2 separate regions of the Anser cygnoides genome follow, and region 2 is linked to region 1. A link is a contact called in public Hi-C data. All regions are on one chromosome and are shown on one strand. The core of a region is the stretch at or near the end of the contact, and the rest is flanking DNA. Distances in the headings are between cores, read along the strand shown.

Region 1 (3,742 bases), core at 515-3,014:
TAAACAGTAACTAGCAACCACACAGCATTTCATAACACCACATGAGACAAGTACAAAGCTTCCCGAGAATTATTCTCTTGTTTATTCTTTCCTTCTAAGATATGTAAGGATTGTAGAGATAAGACATACAAATGAACTACAGTCTGTATCAGTTTACAAATCCTCATCCTCAGCTCCCCAGCTCCTCTTGGCCCATGTCAGTTAGGGCTGACTACCATTGTTCAGCTTGCAGCTGAACTGTAGCTAAGCAGCTCCTGAATTAGCTGGTGAAATGGTGGCACTTTAATACTCAGCTTAGCATAGCAACCAACCGGGCTAAATAAATAAATAATGAAGCACGGTATTCTACCAGATAATGTAAATACACTTTCAGCAAATTGCTGGGGTCCAAAGGTCAGTCAACTTGTTTGTTCTGTCTCCAAGAATTTGTAAATCTCAACATGATGTTTAAACACAAGCATATACAAACATCAAAGTTCAATGCTGACATATTTTACGCCTCAAAGTTGTACACCAGAACAGCTCCATATAGAAACCACATATAGAAAACTTTAGTGCATGTATAAGGAAATGACAAAACCCTATCCTCAACTAAATGCATATTCTTCTTTAAATATTCCCCCATTCTGCATTTTTCTTCTGCTTTATTCTGTATTTGCTTCTATTCATCCTCTCTCACGTGCTGTAGTATTTATGCAGCTGTCTAATTTCACATGATTCCTCCATTCCATTACCCCTAAATGGGGGTAAAGAGGAAACTTGAAAACTCAAATCTTGCCTCAGGGCATTTTTTATTTTATTTTATTTTAATTATTCCCGAATGATTCACGCATAGGGGGACACCTGTAGTTATGAAAGCACAGCATTTCAAGGTGAATGGCAGTTCCTGAGCTAGAGAATGGGCACACCAGCTACACTGACATTTCTAGGCTGCAGCGCAGACAGACCGTTCTCCCAGCCCCTCTCCTTTCCCAAAGGAAACGGGCGAACAAACTCCCAGCTCACGCTCACGCTGTGCTTTTCTTCCTTGCTGGGCCAGCATTCACCTTACCTTTGAACAGCTCGGGGCTGGCAGAAAGCAAAACACAAGGGACTTCAGAAACCACTTTGCACGTGGCAAAGCATTAGGGTGAAGCTGAACTCTCCTCCCCCCGTTCCCCAAAGCGGGCACCCCCCCGGGGCGGGCAGCAGGGCCCTCCCCGTGCCCCCCTCCGGCCGACGCGCCCGGGGGACGGCAGGCTGCAGGGGGGGGTACCCCGCGCGGGGGCCCCCTTCTCACCTTCACGTTTTCTTAGCCGAGGTGCGGCGAGCCAGGATGCAGAGGAGGAGGAGTGGGCAACTTCCGAAACGCGAGGCTCGGCACCGGCTCGGCAGCGCTACACCCAGCGCCCCCCTTCTCCCCTCTCTGTCCGTTTGAACGCGATCCCGGCAGGCCCACCCCGAGGTGGGGGCACGGGCTGCAGCCCCCGGGCCGGAGGCTCCCCAGCAGAGCAGCAGGTGGCCGCTTCCTTCCCCCATCCCCTCCGGGTGGATGCTCACCTTCCTGGCTCCTCGCCTCGCGAACTCCCTGGCCAGGTGGCGGCCGATGCCCCGGCCCCCGCCGGTGATGAGCACGCTCTCCCCGGACAGGTCCCGGAGCTTGGGCGGCAGCACCGCGCACACGGCAGCTTTCACCACCAAATAAACCATCTGCACGGGGAACAGCAGCAAAGCGCCCAGCCATTTCCAAATCATCCTCTTCTTCCAGGCAAGCCAGGAAGGCAAAATTCTCTTCCAACCCTTCACAGAACCAAGTTAAGAGAGAAAGAAAACCACTACCCTTCATGCACCCCCGGATGGGCGACAAGTCTTCAGCCCCCTTCCGAAACGTGGGGGGCAACGGATTCTTGGACTGGAAAAATCCTTCTCTTCCCCTAAAAAATCGGGGTAGGAGCAGAACAGCGCAGAAGACCAAGTCACTCCCCTGCTTCTTGATCGATGTCCTTTGGGATTGTCACATGCAGGTAGAACGGTTTCCTCGCTGTATAACTGGGAGACAGCTTTTTTCTTTTTTTTTTTTAATTAAAGAGAGAGAAAAAAAAAAGTAAAATTAAAAGTAACCATACATCCCTCCGTTTCAAAGACTGTCACAAAAATCCAGTATCCAAGTGGAAGGTTTTATACTTGGAAAAATAAAATAAAGCAGCCTATGTCTCCAAATTTCAGCCTGCAGTGCCTTCCAGGCAGCTCATTTCTATTCTTAGACTCAGGAAATTGCTTAAATAAGACAGAATTGCCAGGACTTTCTTTTTAAGAAAGGGTCTATTCAGGGTAAGGTTGTTGTTTTTGTTTTAATATCTATAAATATCTCCAGACGTCCTGTCCTGAGCCGGCTGCAGAGGGTGAGCTGATAACCGCCTCTCTCTGCCCCCTCTCCCGGGTTTCGCACTCGGAGGCTCCGTGACCACAGAGCAGGAATTATGCCGTGCACTATTTCAGCTCTGGCTCTTACTCATTTCTCCCTATTGCTCTCTCTGCCTATCACAGCCGCCGCGCCGGGGAGGTTTTATACCCCATTAAGCCTGATTGACAGTTAAAGTGTCGGGGAGATTTCACTACTGTTCCTGTGAGTGGCTGGCTTTGCTCTCCCCTCCCCCAGCGCGGTCTCGGAGCCGCCGCACGGCGCCCGCAGCCGGGACGGCCGCGCCGCAGCCGGCGGGCAGGGGCTGGGGCCGGGCCGGCTGCGGGCTGGGGCTGGGGTCGGGGCCGGCTGCCGGTCGGGACGGCTGTGGGTCGGGGTTGGGGTCGGGGTGGCTGCGGGACGGGGCTGGTTGAGGCCGGGGCTGGGGTCGGGGCCGGCCGCGGCCGCAGCGCGCGCCCGCCTCTGACAGGAACCTCCTCTGTTCCTCCCTGACAGGAACGCGGCAGAGGAGGGTGCTGGGGTTTGACGTGAGCCCAGGAGGGGGGGAAAAAAAAAAGTGCCAGGAGCGGTCAGGGTTAAGGCTGAGTTCAAAGGAGCCATCTGTGCCTTGCGAGCTCCGGGAGAGAACTGCTTGCCCAGGTTAAGTTGGTGTTGATGGGAAAAGTTATTGCAGCCCTAGAGTGCTGGGCTCACTCCAGCCTAGGCTGATAATCATCAACATCTATTACCACTGAACCAGCGTGTCTACGGACAGCATGACAACTCATGGATTTTCCAAACTGGAAGATGCTTACGTTGCTGAAAACTGGTGATTGGTACCTTCAGTAGCGGGGCAATGAAAAAAGCAGGCTCCGACCGAAGCAGGGAGACGTGCTTTCTCACATCAAAGGGTGTTTTTCTGCTCTCCTTTTCCAGGACTTTTGTCCAGATATGAGGGCATAATTGCAACACAAGGTCTCCATAGCACTTCGAAACTATGTTGTAACAGGAGAAAGGGCAAAGCGTGTTGCAACCAGGTCCCCCGACTCGTTTGTTTGCACTGTTAGGCATTAGGTAGGTAGGTAAGTTATATATTTAGCTGTCCTGCTTAAACTTTTCTCGGGAGGATCTAAGTGCGCATTTGAACTGAGAGCTGCTCACTCCACAGTTACTGGTTGTGGCAGCAATCAGAAATAGTCTGAAATGTCAAGTTGTCAGGATGTCAGAAGATGCTCAAATATGTCAAACCTCACATTGTTGTCTTCTCAGTCGTGCTAGGAAGAGCTTTGCTTTTATGACTGAATATGTTACTAAGAAGGTGCCCAAATGAATCCAATCCCAAGTTACTTCAGGAGGTCTGAA
Region 2 (3,742 bases), core at 826-3,325, 320 kb before region 1:
TCTGTACCTACTGGGTCAGATTTGGTTCTCAGAACAGTCAGGTCAACATCACTTTTGCCCTGGCTACAACCGAACAAGCCATGATGCCCACATGCATCAGCTGAGGTCGTCTTTGATCTTGTGGTCTTGGGCTGGACATGCCAGCAGACTTTTTCAGCTGCCCCTTGGACTGTATCCATCTTCACAAATTCCCATCTGTTTGCTCTCCCAAGGCAGTGTTTCCTTACAATGCAGAGATAAGGGCAAGTGCTAATGTGGCAGGTAGACAAGAATGCACAAACTACTCCTCTGTCAGGAATCCCGTCTGGAACAGGGCATCCCCACAAATTCTATCTTTTGTTTTGTCTTCATGGGCAGCGTGTTGCATTTCTAAGCTTTAGTCGCTCTCCACTAGACATATCTTTTCCACAGGCATTTGTCACTGCACACACTCAGCTATTTCCTTCGCTAGGTACCCTGTTCATGTTCCTTTCCTCACTGATTGTGGCTGCTTGGAACAAGGTCCCATCCCTTTCTTCTCTGCCTTGTAAAATGATCAGGTGTGCTTGTTTGGCTTTACAGAAAGGAAAACAGCACTGCAAGTACAAGCAGGTCTAGGATGCCCAACTCCACTTAGCTCCCTGGGCCACAACTGCTTGATATTTTCTCCCAGAAGTGTTTCACTCTATGCCTTGAAAATGAGGTAGTGATTACAGCTAATTGCAGAAGAGCTGCCATAAAGTTTGGATCCGCATTGTCTGCTTATCTAAGTCAAAGCTTAGAATTGTCACTGGGAAACAGCAGACTGTCATTACATAACCTTGGAGCCTATTTTGGAGGGAAATTGTTGCACCATCTAGTGCACATTTTGTCCTTACAGGAACTGTGAGAGTTTGGGTCATCCGAGCAGACTTTGAACTCTTCTTCTACTGTTTACACTGAGCTGGCAATCAAGCAAAAACCCTGTGGGAGAAAGTCTACTTTTACCACCTGGGGACCTCTCCAGCTGGCAGGAGATGAGAGAAAGGAGTGCAGGGCTCCTGGTGCCAAGAGAAACCTGGAGTCTCAAATCTCTTGTGTACCAACACAGTGGGTCACAGTAAAACCAGCAGCTATTGACAACTACAAAAGCAACCTCTGGTACACAGTTAACAGCCTGCCCAAGCTCTTTCAAAAGAAACACGTGGCACTAATCTGGGGAATTATCCCGAAGCACACAGTGGTGAGCAAACTAGCGGGTCAGAACCGTGCGCTGTCACCTCCCGCTACCTTATTTCTGAGGAACGTGCTACAATGCCTCAGGCAAAGCAAAGCCGGACCTTGGTTCTCCTACTTGAGATTGAACACCCAGCATGCAGGAAGGTTTGCTTATTAACGTCTCTGTGCAGCGAGGCTTTCCCTTGAGAACTCCTTATCTCCGTGGCAATCTAGAACCACGCACACAATAGAAAGGCTGCTTAAGTTTTATCTACAGGCAGCGTTTGGAACAGCTTCCCTAGGCTTACACGCATCGCAGACCTGCTAGCAGAAACTTGCGGCTACTGTAAAGATAAAAAGCATCTTTCTAAGCAGCAAAAGCAGTCGCAGCATACATAGGACAGCGAAACAGCAGCTCCCACTCCCCTATGACCCCCCCGGGCCACCCCGCCGGGCTCGGGGCAGGGATCCGCGGAGCAGCACGCCTACGCCCGCTGTGTTTACCCGATCCCCGAGGCGCCGCTTTACCTCACCGCGGGGCATCTTCACAGCCCCCAGGCCGGAGCTGACCCCCCAGAGGGCTGCACCCCGCTGAGCCGGGCGGCACCACCCAGGGCAGCGCCTGCGGGGCCGCGCAGACACCTCGGGGGGGGGGGGGGGGCCGCGCACGCAAACCCGCGGGGCTCCGAGGGACCGAGCTGCGCGTGGGGCAGCCCCAGAGCGGAACGAGCCGGCCCCTTCCCCGGCGCCCCGCTCACCTCACGGCCGGGCTGGGCGCTGCGCACCGCGCGCGGCCCCATCCCGCGGCGCTTTAAGCCGGGCCGGCGGCGGCGGCGGTCACGTGGTGCCCGGCGCCTTCCCTTACCCAACATGGCGCCGCGGCTTCACCTCGCTCCCCTCCCTCCCTGCCTAACCTTACCGCGCCGTGAGCCGCCGCGGCGGGGGTCACGTGGGAGAGGTGGGGGTGGGCGCGGGCGGTGCCGGGAGAGGGGCGGTGGCGGCGCAAGATGGCGGGGTGCGGCGCGGGGCTGTGCTGCTGCTGCTGCCCGCGGTGCTGCGGCGAGCGGGAGAGCCGCACCCCTGAGGAGCTGGTACGGCCGCTGCCCCTGCCCCGCGGGGCTCCCCGCCTCAGTCTCTGGCGCCGCAGCCCCCGCTGTCCCGGTCCCCCAAAGCACCGTTGTTGGCCTCAGCTCCCGCTGGGCCTGGCAGCGCAGCCCCTGCTCCCAGCACCTCAGGCGGTGCTGCGCCTCCTGCCCGCCTCGGGGCTCGTCCTGCCCGGCTCAGCACCGCTCCTGCTGGGGGAGCGGGGTGCGGGGGCAGCGCCCAGCTGCCCGGAGCGGGGTAACGCTGCCTGTGCAAGTCTCTTGTCCTGTGCCCCTGTGACTTGATGTGAAGGAAGGGGGGACGTGGGCTTGGCACGCTGCTTTACCTCCACGCAGCGGCCCTTCACAACATAGTAACGTAATATATTCGTGCTGAAGGGCAAGCTTTAAGGTAAGGCCCGATATATAGTCACCCCAAAGTAAGCGGTGATCTGGTAAATCACACCCAAGCTTTACAACCATCAGTGGGCGAAGCCTTCCCTGATTTTAGCTTTGCTACCAGTGTTTGTGAGCGCCAGTGTATGCATTCATTTCCCTGATGTTTTTTCATTCCCATGTTCTTTGTTTTGTAGACAATCCTAGGAGAAACTCATGAAGAGGAAGATGAGATCCTTCCACGCAAAGACTATGAGGTGGGAAGTTAACTGATACCAGCTTGTGAAACTGACGTGGCAAGAACTGCAGACAGGTTTTGATCTGTTTGAATTTACAATGGGGTAGGCACTTAACTTGCATCACTGTAGCTAGGTTGTATTGGTACCAACAGAAATACCAGGAGCTGTTCTGCTTGCAAACACCTGTTGCTTATCATTTGATGGTGGTGTTTGTAGATTAATGCCCAGTGCTCTGAGTTTGCTGCCCAAGTCAGACTCTATTGAGAAAATGGATTTTCTGAATCTGTTACGTTGTTCCCCCATTTTAACATGAGTTTACAGGCTCTTGTGGTCCTATGTCATTGTGACCGTGAAAAAACATCTGTAACTAGTTGGTCACTGTTGCTTTACTGCTGTCTGTGGTGTCATGCTGGCTCAAAGCAGATCTTATCTATCACATACTGATTCTTACAGGAGACTTTTAATTTTAATGTGTCTGTATGGTGGCCCTGAGCTGTTCAGAGCAGTTGCTCTCAGCATGGGTGTCACCAAGTTGTTGCTGTTTGTTTTAACACCAACCTGTTACCCTTTGGCTTGAAAAGGGGAAGCTGATGTGGGTAGAAGCTAACGGTACTTCGTGCCTACAATGGGGCAACTATTACTTTTAATTTTCTCCTGTGATAAGGTTAAGAACCGGTGCTGCCTGTCTGGAAAGGAACTCATTTCTAGCGTTCATGCTGTAGTGAAGGATTAGATTTCATGTTATCCCCTGCACTGTCAAATTGGACACGCTTGAAGTCTAAATCTGTACATTGTGACTTTAACTTAAAGTTGTATTAATCACTGGTTTAGTTCTTTCTCGTCTTTGGC

Evidence for each region. Hi-C and Micro-C count contacts between places; a contact is called where the count stands out from the background.
Region 2: a contact with region 1 is called in a Hi-C map of liver, with 17 times the contacts expected there. The contact joins the promoter of MTHFR here to the promoter of DHRS3 in region 1. A contact is called at or near these places in 2 of 7 Hi-C or Micro-C datasets (both in liver).

The regions. Positions count from the first base shown.
Region 1 is chr23:2,789,801-2,793,542 of Taihu_goose_T2T_genome, reverse strand. It overlaps DHRS3 (dehydrogenase/reductase 3), which reads right to left and starts at 1,764. Exons shown (of 11, transcript XR_010826411.1): 1 at 1,540-1,764.
Region 2 is chr23:3,112,429-3,116,170 of Taihu_goose_T2T_genome, reverse strand. MTHFR (methylenetetrahydrofolate reductase) reads right to left here and starts at 2,075. Exons shown (of 12, transcript XM_048067707.2): 1 at 1,935-2,075. CLCN6 (chloride voltage-gated channel 6) reads left to right here and starts at 2,128. Exons shown (of 23, transcript XM_066982273.1): 1 at 2,128-2,267; 2 at 2,852-2,911. The coding sequence starts at 2,184.